Regions from separate parts of the Mus musculus genome. Here all the other regions are linked to region 3. A link is a contact called in public Hi-C data. All regions are on one chromosome and are shown on one strand. The core of a region is the stretch at or near the end of the contact, and the rest is flanking DNA. Distances in the headings are between cores, read along the strand shown. Region 1 overlaps Tmco4 (transmembrane and coiled-coil domains 4). Region 2 overlaps Gm32930 (a long non-coding RNA gene). Region 3 holds the start of Rnf186 (ring finger protein 186).

Evidence for each region. A called contact is a pair of places that touch in the nucleus more often than the background predicts.
Region 1: a contact with region 3 is called in a Hi-C map of the N1E-115 cell line, with 2.8 times the contacts expected there. The contact joins the enhancer-like site here to the promoter of Rnf186 in region 3. A contact is called at or near these places in 3 of 39 promoter capture datasets (the 3T3-L1 cell line, frontonasal cranial neural crest and macrophages), 2 of 484 Hi-C or Micro-C datasets (the N1E-115 cell line and forebrain), 6 of 115 datasets of contacts at active chromatin or transcription factors (bone marrow-derived macrophages, embryonic forebrain and embryonic stem cells) and 3 of 9 other capture datasets (liver, macrophages and pancreatic islet).
Region 2: a contact with region 3 is called in a Hi-C map of the N1E-115 cell line, with 4 times the contacts expected there. The contact joins the enhancer-like site here to the promoter of Rnf186 in region 3. A contact is called at or near these places in 11 of 39 promoter capture datasets (the HPC-7 cell line, cranial neural crest, embryonic stem cells and 7 more), 2 of 484 Hi-C or Micro-C datasets (the N1E-115 cell line and embryonic stem cells), 3 of 115 datasets of contacts at active chromatin or transcription factors (all in embryonic stem cells) and 2 of 9 other capture datasets (adipose tissue and liver).

Annotation. Positions count from the first base shown.
Region 1 is chr4:139,052,405-139,056,632 of GRCm38.p6, forward strand. Tmco4 (transmembrane and coiled-coil domains 4) reads left to right here. Exons shown (of 17, transcript NM_029857.3): 15 at 97-214; 16 at 1,496-1,613. Among named protein-coding and RNA genes, the nearest start is that of Htr6, 21 kb to the right of the region's middle. Within about 2 kb of position 2,352, at least 23 of the 459 cell types and tissues checked have an H3K27ac peak or open chromatin away from gene starts, as enhancers often do. A contact at or near this core is called in the N1E-115 cell line, where this site is marked.
Region 2 is chr4:138,866,545-138,870,883 of GRCm38.p6, forward strand. Gm32930 (a long non-coding RNA gene) reads left to right here. Exons shown (of 5, transcript XR_881523.3): 5 at 1-2,082. Among named protein-coding and RNA genes, the nearest start is that of Gm13030, 5.2 kb to the right of the region's middle. Within about 2 kb of position 2,232, at least 2 of the 459 cell types and tissues checked have an H3K27ac peak or open chromatin away from gene starts, as enhancers often do. A contact at or near this core is called in the N1E-115 cell line, where this site is marked.
Region 3 is chr4:138,964,322-138,968,623 of GRCm38.p6, forward strand. Rnf186 (ring finger protein 186) reads left to right here and starts at 2,798. Exons shown (of 1, transcript NM_025786.4): 1 at 2,798-4,044. The coding sequence starts at 2,992. The coding sequence ends at 3,672. It overlaps Gm42333 (a long non-coding RNA gene), which reads right to left and starts at 360. Exons shown (of 3, transcript XR_881524.1): 1 at 342-360; 2 at 1-85.

The DNA.
Region 1 (4,228 bases), core at 1,102-3,601, 88 kb after region 3:
CCCCCTTCCTTTCCCCATCTCAATCCACCCCATCCCTTCCCATCAGGACCACTGTGTGCAAGAACACTGACAGACTCTTCTGGGGTCTCTCACCAGATTGCCAAGGGATCATCGAGGATGTGGTCCTTCTGGGCGCACCAGTAGAAGGGGACCCCAAGCACTGGGAACCATTCCGGAATGTGGTGTCTGGGAGAATCATCAATGGCTACTGCAGGTCTGTCTGAAGCTCATGCCACGGGGGAGGAAACCACATTTCCTGAGCTCCGGGTGTGCCCTTCCCCACCCTTTCTGGAGACAAGAAGTCTCTATGCTGAAAGGTACCAGAAGCTGATCATGGGCGTGTCAGCACTGTGCCTAGGCCCAGAGGTTCAGATCTGGGAGGCGTCCCACCCTGCAGGATGGCAGGGGAGGGTCTTGTGGGATCCTGTGTCATCCCCTGCAGGATGACTCTGAAGGAGGAAGCGTGGGGTAGCACCTGAGACGAGAGCTCTTTGGGGCTAAGGCATGCCCGTGTGTGCCATTGGCAGTGCTGGCGTCTGGGCTCCGTTTTTGGAGCGTGATTTCTGGGCATGGGTGGGAAGATAGAAGCAGCTGGCATTGCAGAGTCAGTAGCCTGGGCAACAGGCCTTCTGGCAAGTGGTGGGGCCTGGGGGTCAGGAGGGGAGTGGGAGAGCAGCCCCATTTGGCATTTGTAGAGAGGCCCTAAGAGTTCCATTCTGAGTTAAATCCCCAAGCCCCCAAAAAGCAGCCCCCACCCCAAGCCTCACGAGACAGTCCTGAATCAGGGAGCCCACAGGCTGGTTAGCTGTAAAAACTTCAAACCTCATGAGTTCTCAACTGCCACAGGGCCCAAAGGTTGTGGATAAGGCACATGCAAACACATAGGATGATCACCAAGTGACCTGGAGGTGACACTCCAAGCTCAGAGTCAAAGGGCAGGCTACAGGGATGAGTGGTGACCTTTATTTTGTTGAGGCAGGCTCTGATATAGCTCAGGCTGGCTTTGAACTCTCTATATAGCCAAAGATCCTCTGCTTCCACCTCCCGGGCGGGCGTCGTGATGCACAGACAGGCACCCTCCGATTCTGACTTACACAGTGCTAAGGAACAAAAGCAGGGTTTGTGTATACTAGGCAAGCACCCTGCAGAGCTCAGAGACCAGAGGCCCTGGGTGACAGCTGAAGGCCAGGGAGGGACAGTCAATAAAGGGCCTGTGATGGATGAGCCTACAGGAAAAGAGCAAGGTTCCCTTGTAAAGGGATTCATCTCTGGAGGGGAAGGAGGAGGTACCAGCTGGAGGCCAGAGCCCTGAGAGCATCTAGAGACCACTCTGGTGCCCACATGCCATCCTAGCACTTGGAGGCTGACATGGAAGGATTGTGAGTTTGAGGCCAACCCAGTCTGTGTAGTAACTATGCCCAGTTGGTCAGTTGCCCACGGGTCAAAGGCCCAACCTGCCCGGGCTCAGGCTGATGGCCCCTCTTTCTGCCTGTAGGGGAGACTGGCTGCTGAGCTTCGTGTACCGCACATCTTCCGTGCAGCTCCGCGTCGCCGGCCTCCAGCCTGTGCTGCTGCAGGACCGGAGGATGGAGAATGTGGACCTGACCTCCGTGGTGAGTCTTGGTCTGTCCCATTGGCCTGTGTATGAGGGGCACCAGGTCACTCCAGCACTTGGAGATGGTACCTGCACATACCTGCCTCTTGCGAGCTGAGCTCAATCCCAGCCGTTCCCTGGTGGCTATAATCCTCAAGCTACCCTCCAGGCAGGGACTGTTCTACCTCATTTACAGATGAGGAAATCAAGGGTTAGAAAACTTCCTGTCTCCTAACAAGCAATTCACAGGGCTGGATCCAAACCCCTAGAGTCCTCAAATTACCAAACCCCCTCAACACCTTCACCCCAGATGACCAGTCAGAGCTGTCCCGCCACCACCACCACCACCACACTTCCCCCATATATAACCAAAGCACGCAGAGGACTTCGGGGCAGGACATGGGCTGCACTCAAAGCAGTAGACCCTGGTGCCGGCCAAGCAAGAACATAATATAGCACTGGCCCATTATATGGGATGTTTACTGAAGATGCAAGGCCTAGGGCTCTGGGCTCATGAGTGCTCCCTAATATTAGTCCCCTCCTCTTCAGCCAGGTCACCACTCTCACTTCTCCACCCTGGAGACTAACTGCTCCCAGACCTCTCCCTCCTCAAAGACCTTGGCTTTGGCTCAGCTTTGTAGCTCTGCCTAATAATAGCTCTTTATCACATTAGGGGCCTCAGCAAAGCGGTGCTTCCCTCCTCTGACTAATTAGAGGTAATTAGCATTGCCTTTGTGTCCCTGCCTTTCCTTGGCAGCTTGCTGGAAGAGGGGCTGGCAGGGCTCCCTCTGTAGGACTTGCCTGGCAGCTCCGTTTGCAGCAGAGACTACAGACCTGTCTGTCCGTCCTCCCTGTGGCAGGCGTGGACAATGTCTGGGATGGATAAAGGGACCCTGGCTAAGATGCCGGTTTGCCTGTCAGCCTGCCCCACTCTAGGCTGCAGGAAGTGGAGGGTTTTCACCATCGCAGGGCTCACCGAGTGAAGCTGTCCAGGACAAATCTCTCCATGTCCCAGAGGATGTACCTGATGTCTAGGACTTAACAAAGAACCTGTCACAGAGTTCACAGTCAGTAATAGCACCAGCAGTGACAACAGCCACCCTGTGTCAGGAGACCCTACAAAAAGTCCCAGGAAGGCATACTGATCCACTGTCCAGATGTGGAAACCGAGGCTGGAGTGGCAAACTCGAGCATACCAGTGACTTTCTGCTCCTTGGCAGAAATACCTTAAGCGAGGAATTATCTGCGCTCACGGCTTAGTCAGGTTTCAGTCTGCCAGGGAGGGAAAGGTCCAACAGGAAGCAGTTCACAGAGGGATAGCTTGAAATCAAAGGGCGAGGGAGGAGCCAGGGTCTGGGTGTCCCATTGAAAGCCCACTTCTAGTGACCTACTCCACCCACAGGGCGCTAGCACAGGTTTCACAGCCTCACAACACCACCAGTTAGAGAATGAACCTGAGCCTGAGAGGACATTGTAGATTCAAGCCAGAAACCCAGGGAACTGCCTCAGAGCCTGGGCCCTCTGCCAGAATGTTGCCTGTGTTCCTAAACCTCCAGAGCCTGGTCAGCCATTTGCAGTCCTGCCAAACACGCCTGTATCCCCATGGTCTCCTGCCCATGCCAGCCCATATGGGGCTGCGGTTATTGTCAGCTTCATTTTACAGAAACAAGTGGCACTGGGGAACCCAGGGCCTAGTGGGCATGGGAAGGATCATCGGCATAGACAGGTGGGGTGGTGGCAGCCAGGCCAGGTCTCTTGTAAGGCAGGAAAGGGGAAATGTTGGGGCCCATTCCTGCCCACATGGACCTGGTAACTGGAGTCCACAGTCTCTTGGCCAATAGTCTAATAAGCCTTTGCTGGTTGACAGCATGTGCTGGGAGCTGCCTGGTGCGTCCTGGGGCTTTTTTTCATCAGTCATGAAAGATGGCTGCTTTACATTAGTGATGCCTGACTGTACCAGGCAGCAGGCAAAGCTCAGAGGGACAGCTGGGGAGGTGGTCATGGGCTGAAAACTTCAGTGTCAACTGTGTCACACCCACCCTTGCCCCACCTTACCCCTGGGAGACCTCCCCTCCACTGACTGTAAACATGGGGTACCAGCAACAACATCGTGGGTCTTTATAGAACAGCAGCTGGCGGACTGTGTGTGGCCAAGACAGTAGCAGAGGAAGCCAGAGCTGTGGGCAGTAGGTATGAGGGCCACTTGGGGTCAGCTGCAGTAATGACACTGCTCTGCCCTTCTGCCTGCCTTTTCCCATCTAGTCCTTCCCGGGATCCAAAATGCTCAAGGAAGCAGCTTTTTATTTGTTCATAGAGAATTGGTTAGTGTTTGTCCCCGTGGGTCTGAAGTTTCTGTTGGCTGGAATTCAGATGTGATAACTAGAGCTAAAGCAGCCATCTTGGGCTCCCGAATGGATCAGCCCAGCTATCTCTCCACCTTCATATCCTCTTAGAGGCAAACTAAAGTAAGGAAACCTAAATTTATACAGCACCTACTAAGTGGCAGTCAAGGTGGGCTGTGATTTCTGTGTACCTCTCTGATTCCCTTGAGAGACTATGCATTTCAAGGGGATGAGAGGGGATGTCTTGGCTCACTCAGCAAAGTGCTTTCCACAAAAGTGTAAGGATCTGAGT
Region 2 (4,339 bases), core at 982-3,481, 98 kb before region 3:
AGCCAATCTTCTGTTAACCAGCGCTCTACTTACATGCAGTACCTGAAGCAACCAGAAGAGGGCATCGGATCACCAGAGAACTGAAATCAGTCGTTGAAACGGAGCAGGGTTGAAGGTCCCTCCCTCATAGCCTCAGACTCCAACTGTTTCGTCTGCTGCCACTCATCTTAAGGGGAAATGTTGTAATTGCTTCTCCTTAGATGGCCTTGCCATGTCAAGGGAGGACACATCACTGTTGCCCTCTGCCGAGACACAGCAGGGTCCTGTTCTAAGTTCCTCCATGTGGGGTGAAACAGCAGCTATTGGGGGAGTATTTTGCCCTGGGTGACTCCATTTACACAACAAGCATCATTTAGTTCCATTTTGATCAAGAATACAGAGACAGGAGACCGTATCAATGTGCATGCAGACACCACCCTGTCCAGCACCAGCCAGGAGACACAGACAGATAATAACTTGTTCCCAAAAATTAAAAACATACTTACAGGTCAATGTGTGAATGTTTAAACCCAAATGAGAAACTGACCAAACACACCAAAATAACAGAGGCCATGGCATTTTCTTCTGGGCTCCATAAGAAGAATACCTAATACTGAAATATCAGTGGTCCCGCAAACCTGTTCTCCAGCTACCTAGCGTGTGCGTGTCAAAGGACCAATAGACAGGGAGTGCCCAACCATCTCAGGGGCTTTGGCTCAGCACGAGGAGTGGCTCCCCGATGTCTGATAAGGCCCAATCCGACAACCATCTGTACACCCATCCATCTATCCCTTTATCCACCAGCCTGAACCTCACTTGCATGCCTCTGCAGTTAGGATGAACACCACCCTGTGGTTGTGTCAGACCCAGCAACTTGGGACTGCCAGGTCATCTCTGCCTCTCTCCCAACAGTTCTTTGGGAACTGTTGCATGCCTGTTATCCTCCTGCAGCGACGTGGCACCTCTGTCAGCTGTCCTCCTCTGCCTCCAGTAAGGCCTCTTTACACTCTGACTGCTGGTGCCTCTTTAGCCCTGTTCATAGCCATTCTGTAACATATATGTACATGTAGCATGTATTGTGTATAGAGAGCACACATGCAATGTATCTATTAATGCATACATGCACATAATACACATATTCACCTGTGTAGCATGTACTGTGAGTTCTGAGTTAGGACTAACAACTAGGATGGTAATGAAAGAAGCTGTGGTTACCAACAGCCGTGCTTTCTAGGGAAATTGGAACTACTCGGTCAACTGCAGTCAGTGAAACAGACAGGACCTGTGGATCTGTAGCCATTCAATAAACTCAGGCATTATGGAAGACACAGGTCTGTCCGTCTACGTTTCTGGTAGACCACGCTCATGACAGCGACTCTGAAATTTAAATTAAAAATTCTATGTGAAAGGGCAGCTCCCGATTACAGACTGGACACGAGGGAAGAAAATGGAGGTAGTCGGGCTTTGCTGAGAATGATTAAAGGAAGAACATACCATTCTATTAAAGCCTAACTCTTTGTGCATGCACACATGTGCACATACACACATGCACACATGTGCACATACACACATGCACACATGTGCACATGCACATACATGTACACATGTGCACATACACAGGCACACACACGTGCACGCATGTGCACATACACACGTGCATGTACACATGCACAGATGCGCACACACTCATGCATGCACACATGCACATGTACACACACACATACACACACATGCATGCACACACATACCTGTGCCAGCACACGTAGAGGCCAGAGTTGATGTCAAGATGTTTTCTTCAAAAGCTCTTCCACCTGAGTTTCAGAGACAGGGCCCCTCACTGAACCTGGAGCTCACTGGTTCAGCTAGACTGGCTACACAGCCAGCCCTGGAGTCCACCCGTGTCCCCTCCCCCACACCCGGTGCTGGGGTTACAGACACATGCCTCCACACCTGCTTAGAGGAGAAGGCTAGGGATGCGAACTCTGCTCCTCTCGCTTGTTCAGCAGTCAGGCTCAGCCACTGCCCAGCTCCACGCATGGCTTTTTTTTTTATGTGCTTCTTAAATTTTTGTGTTTCTTTAATTCATTTAAATCTGTTCTGTGACATGATTGGGTTTTTTTTTTTAATTTGGTTTTTAGGTTTTTTTTTTTTTAAATCAGAAGAATGGGATCTGAGCTGTCTGCATCTCTGGCTGGGTGGAGACTTGACTTTCTGAACTGTCAGGAAGATCATAAGATCGCCATCTGGCAGGAAGCTTTTAGGTTAGGAACAAGGGCGGGTCATTATCCCCTCCCTTGAGCACTAACCTAAGGCCTGTCACTCACCAAGAGAGAAAATGCTGCTCGGGAAGCAGGCAAGCCTGTGCTGGTGACTGTGCGGGTCAGAGGTTACGCGAGTTTGCAGTTCTTGCAGAGTCCCTGAGTTGGGTTCCCACCCGTATCAAGCAGCTCACAACCCCAATAATCCTAGCTCCTGGGGCTCTGATGCCATTTTCTGGCTTCCACGGGCACTGCATCCATGTATATAAATCCTACACACACACACGCACGCATGCACGCACGCACGCACGCACGCATACATAAACATATGTATGCATATAATTAAAAATAAACTCCCTAAGAAAAATAAGAATAAAAATGATGATCTCTGTAATCATCTAAGTCAGGATGGTGGTCTCTTGAGGCAGTGATTTAGCTAATCACTCTGTGCTCCCAGCAGGTAGCGCTCCCAGCCACCTGCCAAAGCCCTCTGGATTCACAAATAACACACACACACACACACACACACACACACACACACACACACACAGAGAGAGAGAGAGAGAGAGACCAGTTAATTTTGATATGCCATAACTAGCTTAATGATTGGGCATTCTTAAATCTTCCCCTGCTAGCAAACACTCCCATCTGGTTCTCCTGAGTTAACATCTTTCAAAATCTAGATTTCATCTCTGCTAACCCAGACCCAATCCAGGAAGTGGCCCATGGCCTGATTCTCACATGTTGGCAGGCCTTTGGATCTGTTCTTTCTTCTTCCCTGTCATGGTGATCTCTGTCCCATCCTCTCTCCTAGTTCCTAACCCACACAAATCTCCAAGTCCTGCCTCAGTCTACCTGCCCAACCAATGGCCATTGGCTCTTTATTGATCAATCAAAAACCAACTGGGGACAGGGACCTTCAGCATTTGGACACACAGATTCCTGATTTGGGGAGCCAGATTAATTCAAGGCATTAGAACCAATCCCCAACATTTCACCTTTTCTGTCCAAATCAGAACGAGGAGGTTCTTCTCTCAGACACAAATTGAACATAACCATAACAATTGTGTAAATTACAACGTATGCTATACAATTAACATCCAGTCCATCATATTTGTCAATTAGGTAAAGTACTCTACCACCTATCCTAACTAAAGCGCTTATAATTCTATACCTGATTATGTCCTGATTTTCGTCTGTATTACCATCTGGAAACCATCCTTTTAACGCTATATCATTTCTCTCAATGCTAAACAACTTGAGTTTGATCATGAGACTATAACTAGCCGTCAACCCCATCAGAAATACGAGCACAAATTAAATATTACCTGAATATTTAGGAAGCACAAAACATAGTTTCCAAAACTTAAACAAATTGTAGGACAGCGGACTGCCAGGACAGTCCCCTATTTCTCAAAATGTCTGCGCATCAGTCTTCAGTTTTCTGGCCCAGAGCCATCTGGCAGACCTTGAAATGAAGCAGGAATATGAAGGACTAGCTTACCCTGTCTTGGCAGAGCGTAGCAGTCAACTATCCGACATCTGTTTGTCTTCTTTGGACAATATTTTATCTGCCTTGCCATTACTTTATGGAGATTTTGATGCTCAATTTCTTCTTTGGAAGAGAATGGGGAAGCTGTTAGGATGACATGTCTTGTCAAGTGATCCTTAATGATGTAATAATATTAAATGTCACATTCTGTGGATTTCTGATGTTTTTTAAGACGATCTATGTAAAGTATATCTGAACTGTTAAACTTTAACTATTCTTAGCCTTTTCTATTTGAGTAAATTGAAAACACTTTATTATAATTAAATCAGAATCCAACATAACCATGAGTTTACTATCTGGCCCTTAACTTGTGTTACTTAATCATCCTAAACAGCTTTTAGAAGGACTGGATCTAAGCCTTGTATTCTTAAATGTTAAATTCTTGTTGTATAGGCACAACGTCTATCTAAGAGTAACAAAATTAATTTTAAATTTTGTATCAATATACAGACTTATACCAATGAAAACCTTAGCTCTATATCAATATATGAATTCTGTACCAATGTAAGAAATTATAACTTCAATTTTTCATCAATTACAAAGATTTCTA
Region 3 (4,302 bases), core at 1,548-4,047:
TGACTTGACTTACTGTGAACTGGGGGGATGGGTGGGGGGCTAGGTACAATCCAGGCACATGAGGCCTTGGTTTTGAGCCCCAGCACTAAGAAAAAAGAAAAGCACATTTCATAAATTAATATAACTGAAAAATCTGCAGATAAATTTCTAGCTTCAGGCATGGCTGGATCCAGGTACAAAAAGATCGTCCCACAGCTTGACCTTATTTCTCGGCAAGTTCTTTGTACACTGTGGCCTTGTCCCCTTGCACGGTGTCTTAGTTAGGGTTTTATTGCTGTGAACAGACACCATGACCAAGGCAAGTCTTATAAAAAACAACATTTACTTCGGGGCTGGCTTACAGGTTCAGAGGTTCAGTCCATTATCATCAAGGTGGGAGCACGGCAGTATCCAGGCAGGCAGGGCGCAGGCAGAGCTGAGAGTTCCATGTCTTCATCTAAAGGCTGCTAGTGGAAGACTGACTTCCAGGCAACTAGGGTGAGGGTCTTAAAGCCCACACCCACAATGACACACCTACTTCAAGGTCACACCTATTCCAACAAGACCACACCTCCAAATAGTGCCACTCCCTGGTCCAAGAATATACAAACCATCACACACAGGGTTTCATCCTTAAGCTTGGAAACCCAGGAGAAAACCATCACCGCCCCCCCCAGCCCCCACTGCAACACACACACACACACACACACACACACACACACACACACACACACACACACGTTCCCATAGAAGCCCCAGAGTCCAATCTCATTGGTGTTGCTTAAATCATGTGCTAGACCAGAACCAATAATTGCAGCCAGCCAGATGGAATCTCACACCATCAGTCAGTCTCCACCCTGAATCCCATGACGTGTCCCCCATCCTGTCCCCATTCCCCTACCTCTCTAGGAACCTGCCCACCACCGCATCTCCCTCAGACCAATATAAGAGGGTTTGGGGGCAGCAGTGATCACTCAAAGTGAAGACAGGCCACTGTCATCTGAAAACATTCTGTACACAGACACCCAGGGCTACGGCCAGGAGCCTTTCTACGAACCTGGTAGAAACTGGGGTAGAAAGAAATCCCCGCTGACCCAGCCTAAGGCAGAAAGAATGGAAACTGGGGCTGGGATCCAGAGTGAGGGGACCCTGAGGGGGGAACAAAGCAAGAACAGGCAGCCTCTGCCTGCTGGAGGCTCCACACACATAGACTGAACCTGTGGCAGGCACAGCCCCTCGGGGTAGAGGGAAGGGTTTAACCCAAGAAGCTTGACACCAGTAGCCACTGACAAGCCATCTCTGGATTCACTGTGGTGCTAGTTGTTGTTCTTGTTTTTTGTTGTTGTTGTTGTTTGTTGTGAGGGAAGGGACATCTATCCCAGCTTGCTCTCTCTCTCTCTCTCTCTATATATATATATATATTATAAGGGAAATAAGGGAACACCATTATCACAGACCCCATTACAGATGGTTGTGAGCTACCATGTGGTTGCTGGGAATTGAACTCAGAACCTCTGGAAGAGCAGTCAGTCCTCTTAACTGCTGAGCCATCTCTCTAGCCCCCATCCCAGCTCTCTCATTCCAGGCATGGTGAGGGGGACAGAATTTCATGACTGCCACACTTCGTCCCCTCTACCATGCCACATGGAGTCCTACCAGCTTAAGCCAGCCACCCAGAGGCCAATAGAATCTTCATGGATTGACATGGCTGAGTTCCACGAGACTGGGAACCAGACCTTGGACATGGCAAGATCCTGCCCCTGTGGTAGGCCCCTTGGCAGGCAGCCAACAAGCCAACACCCTGCCCCTGTGCCCAGACCTTTCTTACAGAGCTGGCATTCTAGGAGACCACAGGTGAGGACCCAGGCCGGGAGAGCTGGCTCTTAGAAGACCCAAATAACAGCAGTTTATGCTTATGCCTGGGTGCCTAGAGCCAGGGGTCTGTTCCCGCGGTGCACTGACAGGAGAGATAAATACCTGGGAACCGGAAGCTGCTAATGCAGCTGTGAGGATGACAAGAAACTGAATGGGCCAATGTGTGCTTGTTAGTTTCGGTTTTCTGTTCAGACTTTCCTGTCCCCAACACTTCGCCCAATCTCTCTTTCTCTTTTTTCCTAATGCCACCCATTTGCCCATGTTTTCAAGGCACAAACACTCTCTTCTGCATTGAGTCTGAAATCTAGAAGGTCTGGAGGCCTTTCTCAGAGGGATGCTTCCCAGTCACCCTCATCAGGACCACAGAGATGTTGGAGAGCTTTACAGTTGTTTACACCCCATCCGGGCCTGACACATCTACCCCTCTGTGCCTCGGAGCCTGGTACTCTGCATTTTTAAAGGCTGATGAGATGTCTCAGCAAGTATGCCAGCAATTGTGACACCCTAAGTTCTACCCCGCAGAACCCCCCTCGTTACACAAGAGAACTGACTCTTTCAAGTCCCTTGACCGCCACATGTGGACCATGAAGACATGTGTCACATGCCTACACCGGCACACACAGAGAATAAATGTAATTTCTAAAGGGTTGTGGGGTTTCTGCTCATTTCCCTACACCAGGGCTTTGATTGGCCAGGGGTGGAGGTGGAGGTGGGGATGGGGTGTCACTGGTGCGCTCCAGAGCGTAGTAGTAGAGACAGCGTCCCTGTCGGTTGTCATGTAGACACTCACCAGGCATGGCCCCAACAGGAAAGTCCTGATTCATGAGACTCCACCCACTTTGGCCCTTCTATCAGGTAATTCAAAGTCTCCAGGTCTCCAAGTTACTGATTAACCCTGGGTTTCGAGTAAAGAAATAATAATAACTGAAGGACCAACATAAGCGGAGAAACAAGCAGGGCAACCAAGGGAGCAAGATGCCAGACATCGGTTGTCAGCAGGTACCCGCAGAGAGCAGAAGGGAGACTGGAAGCGTCCCCACAGGACCGGAACCCATGCAAGTCCTGGCAGCTCCGGTGGATGTCGCATGCGGATGCCCGTGCGCGGATCAGCCTTGTCCCTCCACCTCTGTACCCAGAATGTCCTGCACTGAGGCCCCACAGCCTATCCCAGCGGGTACCACCACCACCAGCACCATCATTGCCTTGGGGCCCACCGGGCGGCTCAGCATCTCTGTGGAGGGTGACCTGGAATGCTTGGTGTGCCGAGAGCCCTACAACTGTGCTCGGTCCCCCAAGCTGCTTAGCTGTCAGCACACCTTCTGTGCCGTATGCCTGAAGCTTCTGCTATATGTGCAGGAAGACACCTGGTCCATCCCCTGTCCGCTGTGCCGAAAGGTCACTGCTGTCCCGGGAGGCCTCATCTGCAGCTTGCGAGACCAGGAGGCGATGGTGGGGCGTCTGGCCCTGCCATGCCCAGAGGTGCGCCTATGTCCTCAGAGGCTAGTGGGTTCTGCCGCTTCAGCAACTCGGCCAGCCAACTGGACAGGAGAAGAAGAACAGGACACTGTAAGTGTCAACCGTGTAGCTGCCCGGCGCCTGGCTGTACACTTGCTCTTGTTGGCTCTTGTCATTGTCCTTATCCTGCCTTTCATCTACCCGGGTGTCATCCGGTGGGTGTTGGCCTTTGTCATTGCTCTGGCTCTCCTGATGTCCACCCTATTCTGCTGTCACCCCCAGAGCCAGAACAGCAACTGGCTTTGCCCCAGGACTCTGTTCTGCAGAGAGCAAAAGCAAACCCAGATCACTTCTATTGCCTGAGAACTCTGGATCCCTACAGGCCCAGTGCTGCCAAGGTTCCCTCCTCCCCCAGACCTCACAGTCTGCATGGGTAAGGGGCTAGGGGCCGCCTTTCAAAATCACATTCGAACTGGACTTGCGTGTCAAAGCCAGACTGGCCATGTTGGATCAAGGATTCTGTGCTGGAACAGTGGGATCGCACCTGCCTGTTCCTGTGTAGCATAGGAAGGAAAGGGGGAAAGAGAGGAGACACCCCCTGAATGAGTGACTCAAGGGTGGTGGGGTCCCTACCCCTATTCCAGAGCTCCTAAGTTTTGTATATATCCCTTTGTACACATATTGGGACATTGGCCTTACTACAAAGCAAATAGAACCAGGTCTCTTTTGTAATCCATGTAGCTGGCTTCATTTTTTTTAAATTTGGGCTTTGATGTTTTGTGTCCTGGGAAGTTTGTGACCATCTCTAGCCATTGCCCACTTTCCCTCCTGGGGTGCCAGAGCCCAAGGGGATACTGCCAGGTTTTCCCCAGGGTTGCTTGCTACACTGATCCCAAACCTTCCATGCCAAAAGTCTCCTTACGGTTTCCCACAGGGTCCACCCCAGGGTGGAGTACACATGGAATTGGAATTGTAAAGTGGGGAGAGGGTATC